2 separate regions of the Sus scrofa genome follow, and region 2 is linked to region 1. Evidence: chromatin contacts called from public Hi-C data. All regions are on one chromosome and are shown on one strand. The core of a region is the stretch at or near the end of the contact, and the rest is flanking DNA. Distances in the headings are between cores, read along the strand shown.

The links. Hi-C and Micro-C count contacts between places; a contact is called where the count stands out from the background.
Region 2: a contact with region 1 is called in a Hi-C map of psoas muscle, with 2.3 times the contacts expected there. A contact is called at or near these places in 3 of 47 Hi-C or Micro-C datasets (embryonic fibroblasts, heart right ventricle and psoas muscle).

What each region holds. Positions count from the first base shown.
Region 1 is chr4:20,360,170-20,364,662 of Sscrofa11.1, reverse strand. All of the region lies in intron 3 of SAMD12 (sterile alpha motif domain-containing protein 12), which reads right to left. Among named protein-coding and RNA genes, the nearest start is that of SAMD12, 220 kb to the right of the region's middle.
Region 2 is chr4:20,552,784-20,557,773 of Sscrofa11.1, reverse strand. The region is part of intron 4 of SAMD12 (sterile alpha motif domain-containing protein 12); the gene reads right to left. Among named protein-coding and RNA genes, the nearest start is that of EXT1, 90 kb to the left of the region's middle.

The DNA.
Region 1 (4,493 bases), core at 728-3,227:
TAAGATCAATCTGGGTCTTGGAGGCAAGACCAAGGATCCCATTACCTACTCCAAGTGTGATGGAAGATCAAAATATACTTTTAAGAAGGGCAGTGACATGATGCAACTTCCATTTAAAAATTCTCTCTCTAGCTGCAAAAAAAAAAAAAAAAAAAAAAAAAAAAAAAAAATGTCTCACTTAAGGGTCAAGGGAACATCTGGAAGTTGGAAAAATTAGTTGGGAGACTGCAGCTTTTGTTGAATCCCCAGAAGACGTGGCTTCTACTAGAAGGTGGTGGTAAAGATGTGAAGAGAGGAAATATTTTTGCATCTAGAATCAAAGGCGGTAGATTAGGTATTTGAGGCAAGAAGGAAATGGATGTCAATGACAGAACACGTCTTTCTGGCTTGGGCAATAAAAGAAGGGACAGGGAAATTGCTGACCTGGAGAACACTGAGTGAGGACGGTAGTAGAAGATCAAACTTCTGGTTCGACATGGAATGAGCCTGACCTGCCTACATCCATGAAACAGTCAACAGAAATGTAGAGTGGGTGTGTGGAGGTGTACAGTGGGAGCTCCAAACAGAAGTCAGCCACCATCATAAAGCTGACATACAAACCCGTGATCAGAGAGGAAGGGGAGCGAAGGGAGGAGAGGCTTGAGGACTGATCTCTGGGGACCCCCAGCACCGCGTGGGTGGATCAGTGGGACAGGCCCACAGAGACACACTGTGAATGAGTGGCTGGAGACACAGAAAGAAATCTTGGGGAATGAGGTGTCAGACAGAGTGTAGTTCAAGAAGAACAAGAGACCATTTGTGCTGAAGGCTGAGGAGCCCAGTCAGGCATAGTCACTAGAGAATACCTTGCAATGGAAGGTCCTTGAGGCCCAGAAACCCTTGTATACAGAGTGTGTGAGGGGTAGAGTCCAAGACATCATGTCATTCAATCACTGAGCTTTCCTCCTGCATGAGGTATCTTGCGTTTGACCCAAGAGACAAAGGGAAAGGAGTTACCTGGAAGGGACCCATCAGCTTTGGACATCATCATTATTATCCATAATAGGGAGTTCCTGCTGTGGCACAGCAGAAACGAATCCAACCAGGATCCATGAGGACGCAGCTTCGATCCCTGGCCTTGCTCAATGGGTGAAGGATCCAGCATTGCTGTGAGCTGTGCTGTAGGTCACAGACACAGCTAGGATCTGGTGTTGCTGTGGCTGTGTCACAGGCTGGCAGCTGTAGCTTGATTCGACCCCTAGGCTGAGAACTTTCATATGCCAAGGGTGCATCCCTAAAAAGACAAAAAAATAAAAAATAAAAACATCATCAATAATTGATTGGACAATTACGATGGGCTGGGTATAAATGTGGATAATTTCTCATTCTTTGATTTGTTCTTTGGGACAGTTTTCTGGATAGGTTTAATTGTTATCCCTATTTTAAAAATGAGGTTTGAGAATTTTAGTGACTATGATCACAGTAGTAAGAGACAGTAAAATTCTGAATTATTATTTTTCCAACTCCACAGTTCATCCTCTCTGCCCATTTTGCTGTCTGGCTTTTCTCTGCATTTGATTAGAAGCTTTGGAAAAGGAAAAGAATTTTTTAAAATGTTTTAAGTTCCAGCCCTCGTTAGAGTACCTGCCGCATAGCAGACCATCAATAAATGGTGGATGGAAGAGTGAGAAAGAAGGAAAAAATAGAGGGGGAAAGACAGGAGAAAAAGAGGGACCAGATAACTTAGGCCAAATCAATTTCCAAAGATTATCAGTTCTACCGACTGGAAGGCTCTGGCCCATGTCACTCAGATCCCTCTTAAGGCCTAAAGAACGCCCCAGCTGCTGGCTGCTCTTGGCTGTTGGCCCTTCTGGGCAATGCCCTGGCTGAAAAGAGCTACTTCATCCAAGGTCATGACCCTCTTCCTGAGAGCAGCCTGTATCCTATGACTGGTGGCAGGCAGGAGGGAGCTGCATCTTTAGGTCTAGCCTTTATAATTGTATCCAGGTGGCCCAGCCCCAGCTGGATTAACTCCAAAGGCCAGTCCCAGCTCCAGACAGCTGCAGATGGCTGAGGTCTTGTTCGGATTGAGTCAGAGTCTAAATCCAGCATCTTTCACGTTCCTAGCAAGTGGTGAATAGGAAGACACCACCCAAAAAACTTCTAGCACCCAGCTCTCCTTCTCTGAGCCTGCTTTCCAGGAACCCATTGTCTGACAGGGGTTCACTGGGCAAAGGGGTGCCCGATCAATTCTCTGCTGTAAACGTGATGTGTTACCTGTGATGATTTTTGAACAGCCCAGGTGGCTTCATTGCCCCATCTAGTATGTCCCGAGGTCACCTACCTCCATAGTAAGTGTGAGTGTGGGGAATGATAATGAACTGTGATAGTGGCCTCTGCGAAACATAATCAGTAAGATAAATCTGCTAAAAATTGTATGTGTACATCATCTATTGATTTTATAAGTGTATCTCATTTTCCATAAAACACTGAGTACTATGCAATAATAGCATGCTATGTAAATCATAAATACATATGCATATATGCATATATTTTCATGTTCATATAAATACCTATGTATAATCTATCTGTTATATGCTTGACATGAATTATCTCATGAGATTCTTACATATAAGCATAATTATTTTTCAGATGAGAAAATTAAGCCCAGAGAGGTTGAAGATCCTGACAAAGACTTTCTAGCAAAAAGAGCTCATGCTTTGGGTCAAATCTGGCACTGTTAGACTTCAAGCCCTGTACTTTTAATCCCTCTACCACACTGAACATCAGCTTGAGCAAATTTCTTACAAAGTGCTGTGACTTCACAAGAAAATAACAAGAACAAATACAGACTCATGGATCCCTCATTTTGCAAATTTCGATTTTTGTGTCCTGGGTTTCCTTAAATCGGAAAACATCTGGTTACACCAGGAAGTCAAATTCACAAAGACAAAGCCACAGGGGAAATGAAGCATTGTCCTTTGTCCCTTGAAGAAGCGACCTCTTCCCAACAACTCCAGTGAGCTGAGCTTGCTTTTACAACCGAGATGTTTTCCTTTGTATGCAGAGTAATGGAGCATGGCAAGAGTACATGCCTTCAGCAACAAAATCTGTAAATCAACACACACACTCCACCATGTTGTGACTGTGAGAACACACACCCTCACAAGGCAGGAGACAGCTTCTGTCAAAGGAAGAGCTGAATACTGATCAGTCCATAAGAAACAGAACTGAGATTGAAAAAAACATCTTAGAACTGATAAATGAATTGGTATCATAATAGCAACAGCTTGGCTTCAACAAAAACTATATTGGTTAAATTAAGTCTTCTACATAAAGATGTCAAGTGTTACAACTTCACCACTGCAGTGAAGAATAGCTTCAAAAGGTGCCTAAATGGAAGAATTAGATCCTTAGAAATGACTTTATAGAATTGTCAGTTCTAAAATCATAAATCTCTACTCCAGCACCAGATTTCTATTGGTTTGGGCTGTATCTTTCAGCACCATGTTATTCCAATCCTGCCGTCCAAACCATTTTCCTACCTTTCTTCTAACATAAAGAATACAGGAATCTAGTGACTACTGCTGGATTTCTCCTTCAATCATACCGTGCTGTGAAAACTAGTCATGGCTGAAAATTTTACTCCAAAATCTTTCTTTCAAATTTTATTCGATAGTAAAGCAATAGTTTCCGTGCTTCTTTTTGCCTTGAGTCCTGCGTATTTTTTGGATTGGACAGTTAGAGCTCTACTCTTTCCTTCCTCTCTTCCTCTTCCTTTTTTTTTTTTTTTTTTAAATTTCCAGGGCCAGGGAATGAACTCATGCCACAACAGTGATCTGAGCCACAACAGTGACAAAGCCAGATCCTTAACCTGCTAAGCCACCAGAGAACTCCTAGACTTTCTTTAAAAAATACCAAAATATTAAAAGTTCCTAATGACTCAGAAGTCAGCCCCAATGAGAATTCACTTTTTAAATGAGCTAAGCCATGACAGTCATTGCTGGGAACACACACACACACACACACAACTTTGAGGATATTGGGATTGTTCAAATAGCCACTAAATGTGCTTCTACGTTAACCTTGAGATTTTATTTTCTGGATGTCTTTTCATCACTCGTAAATGTAGCCACATGATTTTTCAATCTAACATGTAAGATGAAAGTAAGCCTTTCTTGAGCATGATTTACATTTCCTGTATTTGTTCCTTATAAATTATATTTTAAGCCCAATATTCTGATTTATGAAGCTCTATTTCCTTTTCTTTCCATAAGAAAAAAAAGGCACATGTGTCTAAGATTAGATTCTAAACAATCTACTGCATTTAATTATGAAAACCTACATAACACGGGGAATTTTGAAGAGGAGAGGAAAATCATATGCCTACCAAAAAAAAATAATTCAGTATTACAAAATCATTGAAATTAGAGATGGAGGAGGCTTATCGGGTCATCTATCAAAGCATGCATTTGACACCAAGATTTAATATGCCAGAGATGTTGGGTCACTAG
Region 2 (4,990 bases), core at 1,419-3,918, 190 kb before region 1:
GGTCCCATTTGTTTATTTCTCCTTTTATTTCTTTTGCTTTGGAAGACTAATATAAGAAAACACTGCCATAATTTAGGTCAAAGAACTTTTGCCTGTGTTCTCTTCTCAGAGTTTTCTGGTGTCATGTCTTATTTTTAGGTCTTTAACGTATTTTGAGTTTAATCTATTTTTACATATGGTGTAAGGGAATGTTCTAATTTCATTGCTTTACATGTAACTACCCAGCTTTCTCAACACCTCTTGTTTTTTTTTAATTTTTTAAATTGTTATTTCCCCAATACAATTTTTTTTTCTACTGTACAGCATGGTGACCCAGTTACATACATATATACATTCTTTTTTCTCCCATTATCATGCTCCATCATAAGTGACTAGACATAGTTCTCAGTGCTACACAGTAGGCTCTCATTGCCAATCCATTCCAAAAGCAATAGTTTGCATCTATTAACCCCCAGAGACTGTCTTTTCTCCTTGTATTTTTGCCTCTTTTGTCAATATTAATTGACTGTAGGTGTAAGGGTTTATGTCTGGGCTGTCTATTCTGTCCCATTGGTCTATAAGTCTGTTTTTGAGCCAATACCATGTTGTTTGATTAATATAGCTTTGTAGTATAGTCTGAAGCCTGAAAGGGTTATACTTATAGCTTTGTTCTCTCCCCCCCACACCTCAGGATTTTTCTGGCAGTTCTGTTTTTTTTTTTTTTTTTTTTTTTTTTGTGGTTCCATATAAATCTGAGGATTATTTGTTCTAGTTCTTTGAAAAAGTTCATGAGTTTTTTGATAAAGGTTGTATTAAATCTGGAGATTGCTTTGGGTAGTATGGCCATTTTAACAACATTAATTCTTCCATTCCAAGAGTATGGGATATCTTTCCACTACTTTGTACATCTACGATTTCCTCCATCAATACTTTAGTTTTCACAGTATAGGTCTTTCACCTCCTTGGTTACATTTATTCCTAGGTATTTTATTCTTTTTGATATGATTTAAAATGGGATCTTTTTTTACTTTCTCCTTCTGGTATTTCGTTATTTGTTTATAGAAACATAAAAGATTTCTGTATATTAATCTCACATCCTGATACATTCCTGAAATCATTTATTAGTTCTAACAGGTGTGGCGACTTTAGGGTTCTTTACATACAGTATCAAGTCATCTGAAAATAGTGATTTTTCACCTCTTGCCTTCTAATCTGGACAACTTTCATTTATTTTTCTGGTCTGATTGCTATGCCTAGGATTTCCAATACTATGTTAAACAGAAGTGGCAAGATTGGTCATCCTCTTCCTGTTGCTGAATTTAGCAGGAAGCTCTTCACCTTTCCTATCTGTGGGTTTGTTATAAATGGTAGATGGCTCTGGATCTTTAAAGGGGGAAGGAAGAGTGTGGTACGGTTTCACCTGTCCATCCTAAGGGCTTCATATCCCAGACAACCTCTAGCTCCTCATATGTACTAAGTTATTTACAACTTTTGCTCAACCTTTCCTCGTGATTGGATGAATTCTTTTACACCCTCACACTCTAGTGAACACCCATTACTCTGTTTTTCAAGACTGCTTCAAGTGTCACATTCTTTACGAAGCCTTCTCTCCCTCTAGAAACAGCTGACAACTTATCCTTGGATGCCAGCATGGCATCGTAAGTGTTTACCAGCAAACCCACCATTCTATTTTAATGTGTCCATCATCTCCTCCTAAATTTTTTGAAGGTGGTACCACGTCTTAACTGTCATGTATCTTCCTAATGCAAAGTGCAGTGCCAAGTATACAGAAAGTGCTTCTTAATAAATAGTTGTAAAATAATGAAGACAGGAATGATGTTGGAGAAGAAGAGTGTTTCCCCCCCTCTCCTTTTCAGGGCTTAATTCAGTACCTAATTTTACCTGAATTACTTGAATCTGCATATAGGGAGGGGGGTTGTTCCTATTTCTTTCTCTACATCTAAGGATTGTTCCAGGAATATGTACATCCCAGAACTGGCCACATATGGATTTGCAGCTAACCAACAGTAACAAGCCCTTTCTCAAATCTTTTTTCGATGGGTCCACATTACTAGTTTAGACATTCTGGAAACCAATCACCTGGTCAGTTCAATAGCTTCAGAGTCCAAGGTGAATAGGATGCATTAGAGCCCAGTGATTAAAGAGTGTGGGGTTCTGGAGTCAGGCAGATCTGGTTGATATCTAAGGCTCACCACTTCCAGCTGTATGATGTTAGAAACATGAATTTTTCCAAACATCAATGCCTTCACCTTTAACATGGTGATGATAATCCCCACCTCACTGGGTTGCTGTAATGATGAAATGGGCTCATACAAAAAGTACTTTGCATAGTATCTGGCAAATAGTCAATATTTGCTAAATGATGGCTATTATTTTTTATTAATATTATTGTCACAACGTTCTAAAATTCCCTAGAGAAACTAGAGATAGAAATAGGTCAATGCACTAATGCCACAGCTGGGGGCCAGGAAACAGAAATAACATGGCCCGAAGGGCAAGCCTTTGCACCCGCCAGTGACAGATAATACTCTTCTCGCCTGCCAAGGCCACAGTCGACACACGCTGGCTTCCACTCTCACCCAGATTAGTGCAGACGCCAACAGGCAGTCCTGTGATAGAGTTCACAGCAGACACTTCAAAGGCTAGGAGAAGCTGGCCTGGGAGGCAAAGGCCAGCTTGGCAGAGGATTCTAGAACAGATCTGGAATGGACTGTGTCCAGTGCCACCTGCCCCACTCCAGTCATAAGGGTGTATTTGGGAAAGAAGAAAAGAAAGGTGGGTTAAGAAAGCAAGTTCCTAAACTGCAATAGGAATGTGGGACACAAAACCAGTAGCTGTGTTTGTATAAAAGAACACTCATCACGAAGTTCCTGTTGTGGCTCAGCGGTAACAAACTTGACTAGGATCCATCAGGATGCAGGTTCGATCCCTGGCCTTGTTCAGTGGGATGGGGATCCGGTGTTGCCATGAGCTGTGGTGTAGGTCACAGATGCAGCTTGGATCTGGTGTTGCTGTGGCTGTGGTATAGGCCAGCAGCTGCAGCTCGGATTCAACCCCTAGCCTGGGAATATTCATATGCCTCGAGTGCAGCCCAAAAAAGCAAAGAAAAAAAAAAAAAGAATGCTCATCAAATGTGAACCCTATCTAAGGCCTTAAATAAGAGGTCTGACCTAGAGAAAGTTGGTAAATTTCTATCTAACAATCTAAAACCTGTTCTATGTTTAGAGCAGTGGTTCTCAACTGGGTGCAACTGGGAACCCCCTCTGGCAATGTCAGGAGACATTTTTGGTTGTCACAGTTTAGGAGATACTCTTGGCATCTAGTAGGTAGAGGCCAAGAACCCTGCTAAACATCCTGGAATGCATGGGACAGACCCTCACTTCAAAGAATTATCCAGCTCAAAATGTCAATAGCGCTGAGGCTGGTTTAAAGGATACAGGTCCTTGTTATCTTCTATTGCTGGTTGTGAGCCAAATATATCATTCCCAGAATAGGCCAAGATAAAAACCAACTTAAGTGTGCCTCTTGTGTATACAAGAAACCAGGCTGATTTCAAACCTCACTCCCCCTCTTCATCATTTGCTCATTTTATTTGATTTTATATTCAATGTAATCAAAACCTCTAATACTAAATCATTTCTAACTTTTAGAACCCTCAAAGGCATACCATTATCATCATCAAGATGGGAAGATTTAAACAGGTATGCTCAATTAATTAATTAGTATGTCCAAAAGAAGTTAGGAGATAAAAGAAGGACAAGGGAGGATTTATGTGGCAATAAAACTCGACTCTGCTAACCAGCCCTTTGGTGGAAGAAGTCACATGTGTTGTCAGTGCACTGTTTTCATTTCTGCTACTACCTGCGCCCTGATAGTTTGGAGGAGGGGGTTGCCTGCCTCCTGAGAATGCACTGAAGAAATCGATGCTAGCCCCGACTGCATGAAGATGGAGACCAGAAACCAGGTATCAGGATAGCAGAGGACTTGGGTTAAGAGCAATAAAAGAGACGACACATGCAAACTAGTCTGTAACTTCTCATCACCCCGAGTAAACTGGAGACCACGATGGCTCTGTGACGGCTAATTTTATGTGTCAATGTGACTGGGCCATGGGGTGGCCAGATATTTGATGAAACATTATTCTGGGTGTGTCTGGGAGAGTGTTTCTGGAAGAGATTAACATTTGACTGAGTAAAGCAAATTGCTCTCTCTACCGTGGGTGGTCCCTGTCCAAACAATTGAAAGCCTGGGTAGAATAAAAGGCTGAGTAAGGGGGAATTCACTCATGTTTGCTGAGGGATATCAGTTCTCCTGTCTTTAGACTTGGCCTCAGACTTGAACTTAAATTATCAGCTTGCCTGGGGCTACAGCTTGCAGAACGTGGGCCTTCTCAGCCTTCAAAATTGTGAGTCATTCCTTATAGTAAATTAGTTTATCTATCTATCTATCATCTTTAGATAGATCGATCAGTCCATTTATCTACAAGACATATGTTGATATATATGACTATATATAATATGAAAAAAAATATATATATCCAATAGCTCCTATTGGCTCTGTTTCTGGGGATAACATCGACTAACACAGAGTCTATAGACCACAACTACTGTAATACTAAGCATTGTCAGTAACCAGGTACTTACTATATGGTGAATAACATGCTAAGAATGTGTCCATTTTGCAGCAACCTGAGGAAGTAGATACCATGGTCTCACTCTACAGAAGAAGACGAAGGTCAGGTTTGGGGGTAATAAATGACCTAAGACACCTTCTGGCCAGGCTGTGACCCTTGCTCTGGTTATGACATCTTAGGGGCTTATTGACTCCACCGCTGCTAAGCAGACACGCAAGATCCCAAGGCCTCCCTGGGAAGATTTTCAGGCAATCGTTTATACCCAGACGGGTAGGAAGGTCTCGGCTTCCATCTCCCACCCTTTCAGCCTCGATTTTATGGCTTCCATTAGAATGTGATGGGCTCCTGATACTAAAA